Regions from separate parts of the Mus musculus genome. Here regions 2, 3, 4, 5, 6 and 7 are each linked to region 1. Evidence: chromatin contacts called from public HiCAR-type and promoter capture Hi-C data. All regions are on one chromosome and are shown on one strand. Each heading gives the region's core, a stretch centred on a gene start, on an enhancer-like site or on the middle of the called end of the contact. The rest is flanking DNA. Distances are from core to core; before and after follow the strand shown.

Evidence for each region. Promoter capture Hi-C pulls out the DNA fragments that hold promoters and counts their contacts. HiCAR-type assays count read pairs that join an accessible place to other places.
Region 2: a contact with region 1 is called in a promoter capture Hi-C map of hippocampal neurons, with 11 times the contacts expected there. The contact joins the promoter of Tob2 here to the promoter of Eif3l in region 1. A contact is called at or near these places in 3 of 39 promoter capture datasets (cranial neural crest, hippocampal neurons and pre-B cells) and 1 of 115 datasets of contacts at active chromatin or transcription factors (double positive thymocytes).
Region 3: a promoter capture Hi-C map of liver shows a contact between it and region 1, with 3 times the contacts expected there. The contact joins the promoter of Ppp1r16a here to the promoter of Eif3l in region 1. A contact is called at or near these places in 2 of 39 promoter capture datasets (liver and pre-B cells).
Region 4: a HiCAR-type map of astrocytes shows a contact between it and region 1, with 7 times the contacts expected there. The contact joins the promoter of Rbx1 here to the promoter of Eif3l in region 1. A contact is called at or near these places in 4 of 39 promoter capture datasets (hippocampal neurons, liver, maxillary cranial neural crest and 1 more) and 1 of 115 datasets of contacts at active chromatin or transcription factors (astrocytes).
Region 5: a promoter capture Hi-C map of pre-B cells shows a contact between it and region 1, with 4 times the contacts expected there. The contact joins the promoter of Xpnpep3 here to the promoter of Eif3l in region 1. A contact is called at or near these places in 2 of 39 promoter capture datasets (liver and pre-B cells) and 2 of 9 other capture datasets (adipose tissue and liver).
Region 6: a contact with region 1 is called in a promoter capture Hi-C map of pre-B cells, with 4 times the contacts expected there. The contact joins the promoter of Slc25a17 here to the promoter of Eif3l in region 1. A contact is called at or near these places in 1 of 39 promoter capture datasets (pre-B cells), 1 of 484 Hi-C or Micro-C datasets (B cells) and 1 of 115 datasets of contacts at active chromatin or transcription factors (astrocytes).
Region 7: a promoter capture Hi-C map of liver shows a contact between it and region 1, with 3 times the contacts expected there. The contact joins the promoter of Mrtfa here to the promoter of Eif3l in region 1. A contact is called at or near these places in 2 of 39 promoter capture datasets (liver and pre-B cells) and 1 of 9 other capture datasets (liver).

The regions. Positions count from the first base shown.
Region 1 is chr15:79,073,959-79,076,481 of GRCm38.p6, reverse strand. It overlaps Eif3l (eukaryotic translation initiation factor 3, subunit L), which reads right to left and starts at 1,259. Exons shown (of 13, transcript NM_145139.2): 1 at 1,190-1,259; 2 at 663-711. The coding sequence starts at 1,222.
Region 2 is chr15:81,857,065-81,859,587 of GRCm38.p6, reverse strand. Tob2 (transducer of ERBB2, 2) reads left to right here and starts at 1,262. Exons shown (of 2, transcript NM_020507.3): 1 at 1,262-1,652.
Region 3 is chr15:76,670,379-76,672,901 of GRCm38.p6, reverse strand. Ppp1r16a (protein phosphatase 1, regulatory subunit 16A) reads right to left here and starts at 1,259. Exons shown (of 12, transcript NM_001358933.1): 1 at 1,140-1,259. It also overlaps a transcript of Foxh1 not described here.
Region 4 is chr15:81,465,060-81,467,582 of GRCm38.p6, reverse strand. Rbx1 (ring-box 1) reads right to left here and starts at 1,267. Exons shown (of 5, transcript NM_019712.3): 1 at 1,133-1,267. The coding sequence starts at 1,210.
Region 5 is chr15:81,398,874-81,401,396 of GRCm38.p6, reverse strand. It overlaps Xpnpep3 (X-prolyl aminopeptidase 3, mitochondrial), which reads right to left and starts at 1,259. Exons shown (of 10, transcript NM_001347075.1): 1 at 1,110-1,259. The coding sequence starts at 1,173. It overlaps St13 (suppression of tumorigenicity 13), which reads left to right and starts at 1,703. Exons shown (of 12, transcript NM_133726.2): 1 at 1,703-1,912. The coding sequence starts at 1,803.
Region 6 is chr15:81,359,505-81,362,027 of GRCm38.p6, reverse strand. Slc25a17 (solute carrier family 25 (mitochondrial carrier, peroxisomal membrane protein), member 17) reads left to right here and starts at 1,263. Exons shown (of 9, transcript NM_011399.3): 1 at 1,263-1,351. The coding sequence starts at 1,298.
Region 7 is chr15:81,189,478-81,192,000 of GRCm38.p6, reverse strand. It overlaps Mrtfa (myocardin related transcription factor A), which reads left to right and starts at 1,265. Exons shown (of 14, transcript NM_001082536.2): 1 at 1,265-1,494. It overlaps 4930483J18Rik (RIKEN cDNA 4930483J18 gene), which reads right to left and starts at 1,148. Exons shown (of 2, transcript NR_015603.1): 1 at 996-1,148; 2 at 1-184.

The DNA.
Region 1 (2,523 bases), core at 10-2,509:
AACCAAATGATGCATAGTACGCTATTTTCTTTCACCTTTAAAGACACATTAACATGCTTACTTTGTAAAACTACTCTACTGTAAGGGCCAATAAAATACATGCTGTGAGCATCGCAAGCCACTTGGTACTTACTTAATCTCAAAGTGACTAGAACATTTCGGTAAACTTCAAAAGCCTCCCCAAAGTATTTCACTTAGACTTGGTTTGAATCAAGGAAGATTTTCACACCAAGATTTCCTTCTTTGGGGCTGGAGTGTGTGGTTTAATCTCATCTCCGGCACCCAAACAACAAAGCCACAAAGCTTTTTGACCTTGGCCAGACAGCTCAGGGAGGAGGGCTGTGGGTGTGGTTCAGAGACCGTCCACAAGCATGGGGCTCTGGGTTCCACCCCAGTATAACAAATAAAATCTGCCCCAAGTAAGAAAAACCTAGCCGGGTCAGTGATGGTCCTCTTCTGACGTGGGCAGGTAGACCACAAAAAAGGCCTGGTTTAATTAGACTCTTCACAACCCTACCAATCAGACCTAATGGCCGACTCCACCACTCCATTAGGACGCAGTTTTTAACAGGTCCCTGTTGGGAGTCAACGCTGAGATGGTCAAAGAAAAAAGTGCCAATCCTTGGAAGGCAAGAGACAGCCGGGCAAACTGAGAGCCTCACCTGTGTGCATATCATAGTCGCCCGGGTAGGCGTAGGGATCATAAGCAGCCTGCAAGGAAAGAGACAAAGTTAGGGAGACACGCCAAATGGGGACTCCAAAAATGCTCGTCCTCGGGCCTCCATGTCAAGCAGGAGGCAAAACATACTACTCAGATAAGACTGACAGTCGCTACCTCGGAGGGCTTCACATGTGTGAGAGAAAAGGGACCCCGGGCAAGCACAAAACACGCTTACAGGTGCAACAAGACAAGAAAAACACAGTAATAGCCCCGTCTGAAGCAGACGCCATGAGAGCCAAGAACTCAGCATTAAACACCCTTCAGCCCGCCTCCGACTGACTGCGACTACACGCGGGGACATACGGCCGGCAGAGGAGGGACCCGGGGAGGAGACCCGGGGCCGGGAGGGCCGGAATGATCGAGGTCCGCTTGTTCCGGCCCGATCTGGACGCCGCCTCACCTCGGGGACAGATCCCACCGAACCGGGTGCCCACCGCGGACCCCGCCACGCGCTCACCGCTTCATTACCTCAGACTCGTAGTCATCAGCGGGGTAAGACATGGCTACGGCGCTCCAGAAGCCCGTGGGAGAGAGCGGAAGAAGAACTCCGCGCCTGCTTGGCCGGACCGGAAGTCCCGCCCAGCCCAACCTGCCCGAAAGCCTTTCCGGGGTCGCCGGGGAAGCGAAGTAGCTCTGATTGGAAGGACGGAGTTCCTAAACTATCAGAGTTCCTTCCTCCCTGCAAAACGGGCTTTTCAAAGGACATTATTGTGGAGTATGGTGTGCACGCAGAAGTAGGGGCGGGCAAGCGATAAAGGGGAAGAATGCCTAGACCCTGTTGACTCACATCTGCCATCTCAAGGATGGCGGAGGCAGGAGACTGCAACAAATTCGAGGATAACCAAAGTTAGTTATTTCCAGGCCAATCTGATTATAAAGCGGGGTCTCCAAAACAACAACAACAAAAATAAAGAGAAATCAGAAGAAAACGGTACAGAGACGATGACAAGTGACCTGCTAAGATGTAGCGTTCCTGACCTTAGATTTAGGTGTAAACGGTTTTGCCTGCAGCGAGAAATTTCTCCCCCACACCACCACCACCAAAAAAAAAAAAAAAAAAAAAAAAAAAATCAACCTGAGAACACTCAGGATGACCAAACTGGTGAAGGCCCTTGACACCAAGCCTAACGACCTGAGTTCGATGTGGGAGACCCACATGGTGGAAGGCGAGAACCAATCCCTGAACAGCTGATTTGCCTTACCTTTTGGGCACCTGCATCCTTGTCTCCGGGTCACAACAATCTCTGCTTATTACAGCCAGGTACACAACTCTGGGCTTCGGCACTCATGCTTACCTCTGACCAGACTTTAGTACAAATGACCCCGGTATCACTGCCTGGCTCTCTGTTGAAGACAGGAGTTTGCTGGACGAGTGTTGCTAATCAACGCCCTCTACTCAAAGCGTCCTATTTAGAACTGCCATTCTCCCCCCTGGCTCCTTAAGCCCTAGACTCCTTAAAGTCGTTCCTTTTGTTTGCCTGTCTGGTTGCTTTGGTTTATTTAAGCAAGAAAGAATTAGGGTTTAATAAAGACCTTACTTTTAAGATTATTTATTCCTCTGTATGAGTGAATTATGCACACAGGGCATCAATCCTCTGGAGTTACAGCTGATTTTTCAAAAATCAGCCAGCTGTACCCCTGGCTGTCCTGGAACTCAGTCTGTAGACCAGACTGCCCTTGAACTCAAGAGATCCACCTGCCTCTGCCCCCTGCTTACTGGGATTAAAGGCTTGCATAGCTACCTCCCTGCTCATTTGGTTTTAGACAGGATCTTTCTATTATGTAATTCTGGGTGTCCTAGG
Region 2 (2,523 bases), core at 13-2,512, 2.8 Mb before region 1:
CGGGAGACAGAGGCAGGCTGATTTCTGAGTTCGAGGCCAGCCTGGTCTACAAAGTGAGTTCCACGACAGTCAGAGCTATACAGAGAAACCCTGTCTCGAACCCCCCCCCCCAAGAAAAAAAAAAAAGAAGAAGAGGAGGGGTTGTTGAATTGGAAAATAGGCGAACTAAGGCGGGGGCTAGGGGAACTGTACACAAGGCCAGCGGTCCTCCAGCCTAGTCTGATAGTCCAGTTCTCCTAGGGTTTCAACCCGCCACAGATCCTAGACCCCCTCATCGCTGAGCCTGCACTGTCACAAAGCCACAGAGTAGAAAAAGCGTGACCAAAATCCGGGCCCGGGTGCGCCTCGCTTCGCCGCCGCCGGGTGCTGTCGGGCTTAATGAACACCCTGCTCACCTTGCCAGGGCTGGCGCTTCTTCTGCGACTATTGCTAGAAGGAGCGCGGCTCTCATGCTCTCCTGTGCGTGGGTAACCTGCTCCAGAGAGCTCGAGGACCTCAGCAGAGGGGCGGCGGTCGCGCGTGGCCAGCCCTATTATGGTGTTTGGGACCCAACTTTCCGGGCTGGGAGTGCATGACTAACCGGTGCTCCGCTCTTTTTTCTAACCCTCGATCTTCTTGCACCCTTCCCTTCCCTTCGATCTTCCACGTCCCCACCAGGAGGGCGACACTGGTAAACTCAGGTTAGCCTACACTCAGATCCAGAACCTTCCTGGAGGTGGCATCGTGCCACTGTCTCCCCAAATTCAGAATGAACAAATCGGAACCGGGGAGTTCAAGTCACGGGGACCGTCAGAACTGAAGAGTCATGCCGTCTAGGTCTTAGGGAACTTTGAGAGCTGGGGCTAGGGTTTGGAGTTCTCAGGGCCCCGGTGATGCCAGCAACAGCCACTGTGTCCCAGGCTACTTCCTAATGGCCTGTTGTGTTCCAGGTCTGTCCCTACCCTCCCCGGGGTTGGTCTACACCGGTTTAAAAAAAAAAGAAAAAAACGTACATGGCGAGCTCAGACTGCTTTGGAGTCTTAAGAGAAGAAATCCGGCGCTAAGGCGCTCAGAAGGATTCCGAGGGTGAGCAGCCCCGCTGAGGACGTGGCAGGGAGGGGTCTAGAGGAGACAAGGTGAGAAGATCGCTATTACACTTCCCGCAGAACCTGGAATCCCAACCTACGACTGGGCTGCGAGGGGTTAAAGATGCCAAGGGAGGAAAAGTAGTCCCGGCCCCGCCCCGGCTGGGCGGAGGGACGCATCACGCAGGGGTGGGGAAAGCAGATTCATGCGCAGGGTTGCTGAGGGTGAAACTTTTCATTGACTTTGCTCACTTCGGGCCCAGGCGCGGGAAGGTGCAGGTCGTTGAGACTGAGTGTCGTGGGAACCGAGAGGCCAGAAGGACAGGACCTGCCAGACGAGTACATCCAGGGCTGGCCTCCATCCACCGCGTGACGGGTGCCATCCTCGGGTCCGCCATCCCCGCGCCGTCGCCGCCGAGCTCGACCTCCAAAAACAGCGGAAAGAATCACATGAGCTCGGTCCTCGTCCCTCTCTACCCTCAAACGACGTAAAAGGACACCGTGGCCCTCAGCCTCGCGGTGCCCGGGAAGCTGGGAGAGAGACCTCCGTCCCGCGGCCTGCAGAGCGGACCCTTCGTGGAGACCCGAGTGAGTGCGCGGGCTTGCGGGCGGGGGACGCCCACACTGGTCCACTCCCCTGCTGCCCCTCTCCGGATCCGCCCCTGTTTCGCTCTCCATCACTCTCTTTGATCCTGGGGTACCTAGTTTCGAGTGCGGCCCTCTCCTAAGCGGAGAGCGTTTCCTCCTTGACCTCCTTCCCCATTTATTCACGCCTCACTCGTTATGTTTTCCTTGCCCCCCCCCCCCAGAAACCAAACTCTGGCCAGAGTTAAATAAATTATGGGAAGGGAGGGGATTCTATCTTTATTTTTCGGCTGCTTTTCACGTGTGCGGGGTGGTGATTATTAACACAGTCTGTTTCTGTCCCTTTGGAACCTGTGAGATGGGAAATTTGGACATCCCCTTCTTGGTGACAGGGCCGGTTAGTGGAGAGTGCCCTTGGGTTGCCGAGCAAGAACTCATTGCAGGTTGAGCTCTTTATATACTTGTGTAGGCGGAAAAAAAAGTACCCAAAGAGCCTGTCGGATAGTGTATTAATTGTGTCTGATCTCTTCTATTCCTAAACTTCCCCTTCTGTCTGAGGGGGATGTACTCCGCCCTTGACCAAAAATCTAAGGAGGGAAAAGGGAAAAGCCATCCCCTCCCCTGGGAGCAACCAGAACTTCACACAGCAGGCTTTGGGATCAGCAGACAGGGTTTCCGGTGCCAGTTCGGTGTCTAACCTACCCCCCCCCCCCCCATCCACCCTAACCTATCCACCCTGGCCTGGGAGTGGGTTTGGTTTCTCTTTGATTTCTTAACAACAATAAAAATCCTGTTGCTTGCCTGAGCGCCTACCCCCAATGCCTCACTTAAGCACTGGGGAAAACAGCTGGTGTGGGAGGCAGGATTAGGGAGG
Region 3 (2,523 bases), core at 10-2,509, 2.4 Mb after region 1:
CTAACCACTTACACGTGGATCATGGCATGTACCCACCCCAAAACGATAAATAAATAAATAATACTTAAAAGAATTATTCCTTAAAAAAAAAAAAAAAGAGGCGGGGAATAGGAAGGCCTGAGCCAACAGGGAAGGAAGTCAAACCAGGCCTTAGGAGAGGAAAACCCTCCCCGCCTCCCGCCCCCCCCCCCCAAAAAAAACCTCCTTGGGCAAAAACTAGCAACAGAGGCAGACTAGCAGCCCTTGAGAGACCTGAAAGTCCCATCACCATGACAACATGAAGCCAGCGGGTTAGGGCAGGTCTCATTAGGCCTCCAGTCCCTCAACCCAACCGGCTCTCATGCTGAGCTAGTGGCAGCTTTGGTTTCCATGAAGTGAATCAGGTGGCCTTCTAAAGAGCCAGGGTGTTTAAAGCAAGACAAAGCCTCCAAAGAAAACCCCAATCCTATAAGGGAAGACCTAGGGAGCAAAGACACCCAAGAGGGCTCACTGAGGTCTGCCCTCTCGCCTCTACCTTCACCACCCAAGTAAGGATATGGAAGAAAAGTGGAGCAGTCAGGAGTCAGCTAACTTTGCTCTACCTCCCAAGCCAATACACACTTCTCTTCTGCACCCGTAATAATTAATCCTCCTTGTCTCTAGCCTCTAGCACTGGTTCCGTCAGGAACCCAAAGGAGCCCAAACAGTTTTCACAAGCTCATTTACATTCCTCTCCCAACCACAATCCAGGAGGCACAGCCTCCAGAAAAGGGGCACTTGAAGCCGTAAGAGGCTCTAGAGTGTGCTTTGACTGAACACCAAAGCCCACATGAAGCACAGGAAAGTCCCTTCGCGGTCCTAAGGTCAGAATGAAGACTGTCGATGGATTTGCCCGACCAACAGGTTGCAAGAACTTCCTTCACTGATAGGTTTCACAAAAACAAAAACAAAAACTAACAACAACAAAAACCCACCCTCCGCTGGCCGCCTCGCTGGCGCCCCTTCTGCAGGCCCCTCACGACCCGCTCCATTGCCGGGCCAGCACCGGGCCGCAGAAGAACCGGCGCTGGCTCACCCGCTATGCCCCGCCCAGCCGTGCTGGGCCTCCCCCGCGTCCCCAGATAGACCCGACCCTCACTCACAATCGCCGGCCTTCTCACCTGGAACCTCCCTGGCCGCTCCCTGAACCCGGCCCGGCCGACCCTGGAGCCCGGCGCTGCTCCAGGCGCCACGGGGGCGGGCCCCGCGCCCATCCTCGCCATGGCAACGCGACACTTCCGGCCCGAGGTGTCCCGAGCGGAAGCCGCGGTGCTGGGCGGGAAGGCTGGGCGGGAAGGCTGGGCTGAGTCGTTTTGCGAGGGCGGGGCCTAAGGAGCGTCCTCCAGGGACAGAGTCATCCACTGTAGATTGACAGGGGCGGGGTCAGCTCCGGTAGCTGATTGGTTGATACTGTGGAAGATTTTTTTTTTTTTTTTAATTCCCGTGCTCTATTCTGTGGTACTAACACCCTGATGTCCGGGGTAGGGCGGGAAGGGCAAATGTTCAGGTGTTCCCGGAAGGGTGATCTTTATTTATCCTATCCTTTGATTAAAGGGTAGGAGTCCCTCGTTGCTCGAAAGAGGATGGGCAGCAGTTTGGGTGATGGTTGGACCCTGGGACACTGTGATCAGGGAGAAGCAGTCCCGATGAGGAGCCTTGAATGTCAGTTCAAGGAGCCAGGCTTTAACTGGAACCAAGGAAGGACCAGTGGAAAGGGAGACCTCAGACTTGCAGGAGAGAATGTCTTCTTTAGTGAATAGGTCTGAGGCCATAGGGATATTTGACAGGTGAGACACAGGAACTCTCAGCTAGAGCTCTGAGGACGAAAAGCAGAGGGGCAGGAGGTGATAGGATTGGGGGTGGGGAGGGGAGACAGATGAGAGCTAAAAGAAGAATCTGAGATAAGATCACAACCCAGCCAGGGGCAGAACTGTCAGAGGAAGTGAAGTCCCACTGTGCTCATCCTCCTTGTGTGTCCCCATTCCCTCCTCCACTCATGACTGTACCTTCCTTGGCACCTGCCAGGGTCTCTGTCCTGTTGATGGTACAATGGGGAGGGGCTTCACAGGAAAAGGTGAATTCTCAAAAGCTTTTAGTGCTCATGAAGGTCTTGGATTGTTGGCTCTGACACCAACCTCTGCCATCAGCGCTCTAATCAGACCCTCAATGCAAAGCTGCCCATTGTAGTAGCCAGGAGAACTTAGAACATAGATGGTGACTGAGCCCAAGAATAGAGCCACCAATTAGATGGCCATGCCTATATGGGCACCTACAACATACTCATGGGAAGATCACTTAAGTCTCTGTATCCTCCTCTTGTTCCTGAGGACAGACTCTATTCCCTTTTTGGTCCAGAAGGTCTGTCAATCTGTATCCCCACCCCCATCAAGTCCTGAGCAGACTCCCCACCTAAGGCTTGACTTTTTTGTTTGTTATTGTTTTTTCTTTTTTCTTTTTTTTTTTTTTTTTGTTTGTTTTTTTGAGACAGGGCTTCTCTGTATAGCC
Region 4 (2,523 bases), core at 18-2,517, 2.4 Mb before region 1:
CATATATCCAAACAATTACTTTGTTAGCTCCAGTAAGTCGACCTAAGACTTCTTATGTTAGACAAGGCACCCTTTTCAAGGACTACTTTGGTTTGACTTTCCAAATTCAAGCATAAGAGTTTAGTAAATTCTACATTACATTTTTATTTTTCATAATGGCTGCAGGCTGTAACTGAGCAGCAGTGGCCACAATGAGATGACACAAAAAGGGGGTGGGGTGAGGGATATTCTCAGCGACACGTTCCAAAAATAATCCATAAAAAGAAAACACCTTGCCCTCTTCAAGATCTTCATTTTTAACAGATCTGTGTAATCTTAGGTAGGAATCAACACTTTTAAAGGACTAGCAAACTATGAAGGGGAACGGCATACAAAAGGACGTTTCATATTTTTGTTTTTCTGTTCTCAGGTCATTAGCAATTAGTACTCCACCTTCTTAAATGGCACAAGTTCTGGGCTTGCTTTTAAAACAAAGCCCACCAGGCTTTTAAATTATCATTTTGTGTTAGAAGTGTACAGGGACATCAGAGAACCACTGGAGTGGCAGATGCTATGTGACAACTAGTAGCCATCTCGTTAGAACCAAGCTTTACACTTGACTGTGGGTTTAGAGGCCAATGGAGGCCGCCATACAATCGAGGGCCCACGCCAGGTCCCTCGGAGTCAATAGATTCTAGGATCCAGGAAGGGGCGGAGCAAGAACACCGGCAGAGCCCCTCTGCGCTGTCATCTCACGTTCCCGGGGTTCTCCGCACGGCCCCATCCTCCACCCGCCGCAGTCTCTTCACGAGTCTGCATCCCACCCACCCCACCCTGTCCTTCCCCCACCTCTCAGTCACTTCAGTGACAGCTCAAGCGCTTGGCTCCCGCATCGAAGTCAACCTCGCGTATTTCAGTAAGCAGCTCTGCGATTGGCCCCACAGCTTCCCCAGCAAGACTAATAGGGCCCCAGACACTGGGCCACCAGCATGCCGATCAACCCTAGGCCCGCCCCCCGGCTTCCGTTCTTGGTGCCCGGTCCCAGGAACGCCCTGAAATGAAGCCCTTTCCCCCGCGCCTAGCTCTTCCTCGGGCCTGCCAGCCATATCCGCGCCTCCCTAGCTTCCTTGAGGAAGGCGCTGGCGAGCCCAACCTTTTTAACTTCAAAGCGCTTCTTGCCCGCGCCGCTGTTGGTGCCGCTGGGGGTATCCACATCCATCGCCGCCGCCATTTTGGAAACACACAGTCTGTCGTGTGACCACTGCGCCTGCGCACCGGCTCACTTTCCGCCGCCTGCCCCGCACACCAGGCGCCTCCTCCCGCACCCCTCCCCTCATTGGCGCGAGCGTGGAGAAGGGGCGGAGCCTGCGGTCACGCCCCTTAAAGGCGCAGGCGGAGGTTTCCCGCCCCCCTCCTCCCCATCTCTCTCAGCTGGGGAGGAGGCTGGAGTGATTGAGGCGGGGCCGGGCGGGGCCGGGCGGGGCCGAGAGAAGGGAGCCAACCGGTGGGAACGTCCGTGAGGTCTCGATGCTTCTCGCATTCTGGGAAGCCCTGTGGTCTGACTCCTTCATTTGGGGCGGCGGCTGCTTCCTTCTTCTGCCCCAGGACTTAAGCCCTGGTCCAGATCCACAGAGCTGCCCCCGAGTCCGTGGTTGCAAAGGGCATGGGCTGGTCTTTGGAAACCCGAAACTCCAAACCGGCCTTCTGCTGACCGTGGTCGGCTTCGGAGCCAGGCGGTGTCTCTCTGGAGGCCTGTGGCCCGGCTTACCAAGGCCTGGTCACCGTCTGCGTTATCAATTTCAGATTGGGAAATTATTTGATAGGGAGAGAAGAGGCCCAGGAGCAAACAGAGCAGGCATTCTGCAACTTTGCCTTTATCTTCTCACAGGAAAGGTGATGGGGATGCCATAGTAAATCCCATAACCAGCCAGTTCTAAATGGTCCTCCTTTCTCCTCATTTCCTATCGAGTTTTGCTACTGTGCTACGATTAAATTAGTACATTTGTAGTGGCTGAACTTGAGTTCTGGTGAGGCATTCTGATTTTCTTACCGGTCATTACCATCGAGCTACAGAACACATACGTTTTGTAAGCTTCCATGATTAGTCCAGCCCTCCGCTGTTTTGTCTCCTAAATTTGCGGAGTTATGACTAGAATACATCACCCTTGAATTTCCTGTGTGTTCTAGTTCCCTCAACAGTACAACAAAAAGGGTTTTACCGGAAATGTGCCCCTCCCCCCCCCCAGAAAGGGTTTTTCTCTGTGTAGCCCTGGCTGTCCTGGAACTCAGGACTGGACCTAGGCCGGCTTCGAACTCAGAAATCTGCCTGCTTCTGCTTCCCAAGTGCTGGGATTAAAGGCATGCGCCACCACTGCCTGTCCTGAAATGTTCTGTTAAAAGAAATACTTGCTGGTGTGTAATGCGGTGTGTCATTGATGCACTTGCTAAGCAGGGCAATACATCCTGAATACCACCACAGTTTTAACTTGCACAGAGACTTGTGAGAGCCCTGCAAGGTGTGTGTGTGTCTGCCCAAGTTCTACC
Region 5 (2,523 bases), core at 10-2,509, 2.3 Mb before region 1:
TTTCCTCAGAAACAAACTATAATATATTTACTAGATTTTTTTAATGTGTTTTAGTCCTAAAGCTGGATCAAGTCAGGATTTACACGAAGCTACAAGAAAGTCAACGATCCGAAACAAAAAGCTGGTTCTAGTCTAGTCACAGTCTGTGGCCTGCCACATTTTCATTCATTTCCGTTAAAGGCACATCTTAACTACCAGGATTACAGAATAGGCTCCGTGCAATGGTGCAGTTTTAAATAGCGAATCCAAGTATCACATGCAAATATCAAGATCAATTTTAATGTCAAATACCCTATTTTCTGGTTCAGATTTTGCACACCTCGTCTGAAGTATAATCCAACATTAGGTCTCCTTACAAAGTAGGTGACTCACTCTCCAGTATAAAATTTTATGTTAGGTTAATTGCTCACCATATTGTACACGGAGGGTTCACATTCTCCGTGCTCTATCACCTTGACTGTTTATGTAAGACTTAGGCACGTCCCTCGCTTAGTTCTTTACAAACTGAATTGCACAAAGCATTTGTTTCTAGACGTGTTTCTTCTCTCTCTTTCTCTCTCTCTCTCTCTCTCTCTCTCTCTTTTCGAGACAGGGTTTCTCTGTATAGTCCTGGCTGTCCTGGAACTCACTCTGTATTTGGATCAGGCTGGCCTCGAACTCAGAAATCCGCCTGCCTCTGCCTCCCAAGTGCTGGGATTAAAGGCGTGCGCCACCACAGCCCGGCTCTATCTTTTGAGCTAGCTCTCCGATGAAACCTATGAAAAGGCGAAAGATTTACCCTGACCTAACACACACACACACGCTACTTGACATTAAACAATTTAGTCAAGTGTGATGATAAAAGCTACCAATTTAGAATTCGAGTAACTTTGAAGACAATCCCTTGGAGTTCCCTCCTCTTCAGTCACTCCAGCTTTCCCAGAATAACAGAACCTAAAGCCCACTCTTTCCCAGAGCAATCGATCAAAAGAAAAATCCGTGGGTGGTGAGGGGGGATCAGGTGCCGATTGGTGAAGAACCACGGATCATCAACTTGTAGCTCTTTGGGCTGCTTTAGGCTTTCTCCAAAGGAAGAACCTGAAGGGGACGCCGGCAGGAAAGACTCTAACCTGAGAGGCCGCGGAGCCTTGCTAGAACGGGAGCCAGCTTGGGGGTTGAGAGCAGAGACGGCATGGCCTGTAACCACTGGTCAGGAAAAGTACAAACTCTGGGGAAAGCCACTAGCACAGCCGCGTCGCCAGGAAACCAGTCAACTGCTCGGCCCCTTCCGGCAGGCGCGGCTCGCGGGCTTTCTTCCCGGGGCGGCGCAGAGCAGTGACGTCACTCGGCTAGGTTTTGGGCGCGCCGGCCCCACGGGCATTTATTTATTTTCCCCCCTCCTCCATGCGGCGTCTCGTTCTGCTTAATGCCCATCTTCACAGAAGAAATATCTTATTCCAAATGTCTCCCTATGTCCCGCTTGAAAGCGCACAGACACAAGGTCCTTCATCCATCCCGGGGAATTAGGTCAGAGGAAAGAATCCGAGTGAGACTGTTCGCCGATCGAAGCAGGCATTGTCACGGGCAGCTACACTTCTAGAAGGTTCTAGGCGGAGCACAGGTCCAGAGGTAGGAGTGGGAATGAGCGAGCGAAGGCCCGGGGTCACGAGGCCGTTGGGGGGGAGGAGCCAGCGGCCGGGGAGGTTCTAGTCTGTTCTGCCTCGCGGCAGCCGCCCCCTTCCACTTGGTCACGTTGAGCCGCTCCCGGGCCTGGCATCGTGCCTCCGCAGCCGCCCACCGCCTTCAGCTTCCAGCCTCCCACCATGGATCCCCGCAAAGTGAGCGAGCTTCGGGCCTTCGTGAAGATGTGTAGGCAGGACCCGAGCGTCCTGCACACCGAGGAAATGCGCTTCCTGAGGGAGTGGGTGGAGAGGTGAGAGCCCTGGGCCCCGTGGACCGTTGGGGACGGAAAGTTGGGGGTTGGGGAGTGGGCCCCGAGCTGGCGTAGGGAGGAGGGGAGCGGTTCTAGGCCCCTTCGTGGCTCTTAGTGGCTTCGAGAGGTTCTCGGAGGGATCTGGAGCGTTGGGCAACTTAGGGGTGGAAAAGCAGAGGTTAGAGTTGGTTCCCCCCCACCCCCCGCAGTTAAGTCTTTATGGGGGTGTGTTTGGGTTGTGAATATTTGAGCAGTGGAAATAATGCGCGAACGAAGACAAAGCTTTTACTAAGGGATTGTTTTTCTTGAACCTGGCGTCTTGTTTAAGTCGCATTGACCCATGTGTCGTTTAAAATATTAATAGTGGTAACTTATTTATTCTATAACTTCAGTTATCTGTACTTGGCCTTACAACGATTTTAATTGCATGGAATTTTGTTGGGAATTATTTATACCCACGTTAGTTGTAGCGCTGTCACTTCAGCTACTTTAGGAATTTTTTTTTTTCCTTCAAAGACCAGTGTGCTTGCAGGACTAACTGGAGAGTATTTCGCCTGCGTACTATGATTGTTGTGCCAGCTGCTGGGAAACAGTATTACTGGGGAATTGGT
Region 6 (2,523 bases), core at 14-2,513, 2.3 Mb before region 1:
GTGGAAATGTAAACTGAATAAAACCCTTTTCTCCCCAACTTGCTTCTTGGTCATGATGTTTTGTGCAGGAATAGAAACCTTAAGACTATCACAGTGGAAGGGTAAAATACTGACTTTGCTTTTAGATTTACCTTTATGTGCATGAGTGCATTTATGTAAGCAGTCCTGGATTCTTTCAGAGGACAGAAAGCTGTGGCGTCTGTCCCGAGGGACATAGAGGGTTGTGTGATAGCAACTGAAGAGCAAGCGTTCTTAGCTGCTGAGCTATATCTATACAGCCCCAAATTGTCAGTTTAAACAAACTATGCTAGAGGTTTAACTACCGGGCCTCAGAGCCTTGATTCTATATCTCGCAGCGGGTGTTGGGATGGCTGAATGGAGAAACGAAGGTTGGAGATATTGACCCACCCCCTTATCTATGGCTATCAGCTTATCCTGGAGGGTTGCTTTTGTTTTGACGCTGTTTCTATAGTTCTGGCTAGCCAACTCCACTTCTCAGCATCCATGGTACTGGGATTACAGGCTACGTTTTAGGGTTTAGGTCTGTTTTGGCTTTTGTTTTGAGACGAGTCTCAGCCCAGGTTAATCTCAAATTCTCTCTGTAGCTGAGGGTGACTCTGTACTAAATTCTTTTAACAAAATTATTTAGTCGTGTGTGTGTGTGTGTGTGTGTGTGTGTATGTCTTAGTGTGCGCGGAAACCCGAGAAGGTCAGACCCCCTGGAACTATACTTGCTTGGGATACTGGGACCTAAACGAGGATCCTCTGCAAAAGCAGTACTTGTTCTTAACTGAGCCAACTCTTCAGTCCCCAGATCCTCTTTCCACTTCCTGAGTACTGTGTTTACTGGTGTTTATGGTTTGCTGGTAGTCATGCTAAGCAAGCACTAACAACTGAGCCTGCCAACATATATTTTGCAAGGAACTGGGGTGCAGGAGTCATTAAGGACTTTTATGTCCTCCCGTTTTATGGGCTTGACTAACCAATTTAGTGTGCAAGCACACTGACAGACTGAGGGGCTAGGAACCTTTGCAGGGGGTGCTCAGAACACAGATCCTTCCATAGCCACTGAGCATTGCTCCGCCCCTTGACCGATCCGGACCAATCGATGTTCAGGGGCGTTCCTGGGCATTTCACACTCGCCTCCCCGGCTGTTCTCCCCAGCGAACCAGGGCAGTCTGTGACCCGGAAGCAGTCGTTCTGGTGGAGGCGGGGGAGACTTCTGAGAGGTGGGGCTTGAGACGGTCCTTTCACGAACCCGCACACTCTGAGGCGCCTGAGTGAAAAGTGTGGCACCATGGCCTCTGTGCTGTCCTACGAAAGTCTGGTACACGCCGTGGCCGGAGCCGTGGTGAGGAGGGGTTTGGGGCTTCGAAGTAAATCTCGGGATGGGTCGGGGAGAAGGGCACGGGGGAGATGTGGGGACCGAATCTGTCACAACTGGAACGAAAAGGACGGGCATAAATGGAAAGTTGCTGCTACAAGAGGGAGGGCGAGGCCAGGAGCCACCCTCTGCCGCAGTCCCCTCTGGACTTTCCCAGAGACTGTCTGGACTATCAGTCACAAAGGTCCAGAGGGAATAGGGAAGAAGATAATTGCTATTTTCTTTGCCTTCTGAAGTTTAAAAGTTTAAGGCCAACCCTTCCCTTACCCAACTCTCACTGCACACAAACTTCGTCCAAATTGGTCCTGCGGAAAAACTAAGTGTGAAGATGGGGTGCTTGCTGTAAGTCTACTGCCAGCCTGGTGTCACACCTTATCCCAGGCAAGTGGCAATAGCTAATGGAACATTCCTAGTCAGCCTTATTGCCAGGAAAAGATAGGGTGTTTGTTTGTTTATTTTTTAAGTCAAGATCGGTGGTGTTATGTACTACCTGTATAGTTACTGTGAGTTAAGTGCTTTGTTCTTCGATTTAGAGGTATCTAAGTTCCTTCCATTTGACACTTCCCTTTTCCCTGAAACTTCACATTCTTGGCACAGGTAACATTCCTCCTCTGGTTCTTTTCCTCAGACTGTTTCCCATGTTCTTCCCTAACTCCCAGCATGTACCTTTAGCCATGTAGAGTCACCGTGGACCATTCCTATCCATTCAGACAGCTTATGTTCCGGTGAAGAGTAATCTGAGTTTTTTAATTCCAATTCTATCATATGTTTACCAGGTAATCTCAAATCTCACGTTTGTAATCTATGAAGAGGGAAGAAAATATTACACTTTTCTTCTAGACCTTGAGAAGTAGGTGAGGGAATATTACATGGTGTCTTATTCAAAAGAGTCGCGTTCCTTTAAATCAACCAGAAGTGCCTTTTGCTCGTTATGAAAGAACTGGGGTGGAAGTTTGTTGTGACATGTTTTCAGTTGGTCATAGGGACCTGTTTGACTGAAGTGGAAATGCAAATGGGGGGCCAAATGATTCATGACTTTGTGTAGGAAAGGGTCAGTGGTTGCACTTACTGATTGACATTTCAAACCCGATCCTCTCTGCTGCCCTGTGGAGAGTAGAATACGGAAGGCACATCTCTCT
Region 7 (2,523 bases), core at 16-2,515, 2.1 Mb before region 1:
ACTGAACTGTGTATGTCATCTACGCAGCTATGGGGACATCATCATCCATGCTGGGGTGCAACTTTTTGGTGGTCTCGCTGCTTTGGGGGCCAGCCATGATTTCTTAGCAAGCCCAATAAACTCACTGGTTTTCCACGTTGGACTCTGGGGCAATCATACTTCAGTTTATCCAGTGGATGGTGGCCTAAAAGGAGGAGATAGACGGTTGTTTATATCTCCCAAGGGAAAGTGTTTCGGAAACACTAAGGCACCAAGTCCGAATTATTTCTCCTTTTCAGCGCTCTCCCCCTTTGTTGGGGGGAAGGGGTGGTGTTCCAGAAAAGGGGCCTCCATAGTGGCTCTTAGCAACTTGACCGGGTGGGCTTTAACTAGTCTCACCGCTTTAGTAGATAAGTCTCTTTAAATGTTGGATTTATGCAGTTATGCTCTCTCTCTCTCTCCCACACATACACCCACACACCCACACACACACAGACATACACACACTTTTAGGCTACACACCAGCAGTTTAGAATTTTAAAGTTGGAAGAGCCGCCCAGATTCATTTAGTGCAGTGAGGCCCCGGATAAAATCTGGGTTCATTCAACTCTTTCCCTCCAGCTGCAAGCGCTTCCGCTGTTGATAAATAATCTCAACAGTCTAGGCAGGTAGGTGTCAGTCCTTTTACCGGAGGAGAACCGACTCAGAGAAAAAAAGCGCTTGGCCACGGAAGGGCAGGGACATGACAGAGTTCAGGGCTCCAGGCCAGAGCGGCATTTATTGTGTCCTTTCGGGAAATGCGAATGTGAAATAATCGACTTGGGAGTCCCGGCGGAGCAAAGACAGGAGGAAGGACCAAGATGAAGACTGCAGGATTTTTGCATTAAACCTCCAGGCTGGGCACCGAACCCTAGGTAGCTAGCTCCGCGGTCACCCTTTGACAGGGTGATCAGATGTGTTACGGTTTCTTTAAGACCCAGACTCCGCCCCCCGGCTCATCGCCGACCTCCTCCCACCTCTTGGCGGCCGCTCCGCCAGTTCCAGACTTCCTTCAGCGATGAAGTCATCTCTCAGTTACCGATTGGCTGCGCTATGATGTCAGTCACAGAAGTCGCGCCGCCGTACTAGCCTCCCTCGTTCCTCTTCCTTCGGCGAACGCCCCCTAAATCGGGCTAGCCCTAACGGCGCTAGGTTTCTGATTGGTCGATACGGCTGTCGCTCCCAGGCGGGTAGGGGGGAGGGTGCGGAGGCGGGACCCGGAGTGGTGGGAGGGCCCGCAGCTTCCGTGGCTGAGTGGAGCCGGCGGCGGTCGTGTCTGCGGTGTCCCCGGCGGCAAGAACGACCGTCCCACCCTCCCCACCCCCTCGTTCCCGCTCGCCACGCTCCCTCGGCTTGCGCGGACCTCTCCCTAACTTGGTGCAGTCTGACTGGTACTAGAGGCTCGGGAGGATACGTGAGCGGCTGGCACCGGAGTGGGGCGAGCCGCGGAGCCCGGGCCAGGAGGCGAACGAGGCGGTGAGTGAGAGTTCGGGCAGGGTCCCCCTCCCCCACCGGCCCCGCCCCGCTCGAGCATCCTTTCTCCCCTCGACCCTTCCGCGTGTGCCCTGGACCGGCCGGCCGCTGTAGGCTCCGAGCCCGGGATTGCCTCCCGCAGTCCTCCACTCCAGTCCCGCCCTTTCCCAAGGGGCTGGGGTCTCAAAGCCCTGGTCACTCGACAGGACAGTCGAGTGCGACCGTGCACCTGTGCACCGCCTTGCAGGGCTGTGCTGGCTAGGGAGCAGCTAGGTTCCCGCCCTGGCTGCTCCCCGAGTGTGTGTAATCTGCTTGGGACCGACCGGTCGAGCGCTTTCTCCCGGCCCTTGTGCAAACCTGGAGGATCCAGGTGCAATCCGCAGGCTTCTCGTGGCAAGGAGGTTCACCTGGACCTGACGACCATATAGCAGCATGGGTGCCTCCAGGTCTGCAGGGCTCCGCAGATTTGAAACTTGACCGCCAAAGAAGTGTCCGTCTCGCGTGTGTGTGTGTGTGTGTGTGTGTGTGTGTGTGTGTGTGTGTGTATGTGTGTGTGACTGTTTGTCTATGTACCTTTGATGACTTCCGCCCTCCTCGCTCCATAAGAAAACACTAATACTATAGAGTGGTTAGTGCTGGAGCTTTCCCTGTTAGATTATCAAACCTACGTTTAGATTGCTTATCTGGAAAATGGAACTAACAATACCTATTACATTGGAATGCAGACAGTAAATGAAAGAATTCGTAATAAAACGCTTGGAATGGTGTTCAACACATACAAGGAAGGGATCCAAGAAAAGACGAGTATCCTGATGTTGAGAACTGCTGGATAGGTGTGTGAGTACAGTATAGCTTGTCTTTGTCAGGATTTCTCTTTGTTAGATGACAGAACCAAAGGACAGACTGGTGGTCAGTTTACTGCTTGCCCGAATACTTTGGCATAAAGTGTGTGAAGACTAAGAATGTGAACTTCATTACTTAAATATGATGAAATTACACCTATGCTTCATGGGTTCACATAGTTTTAAAATC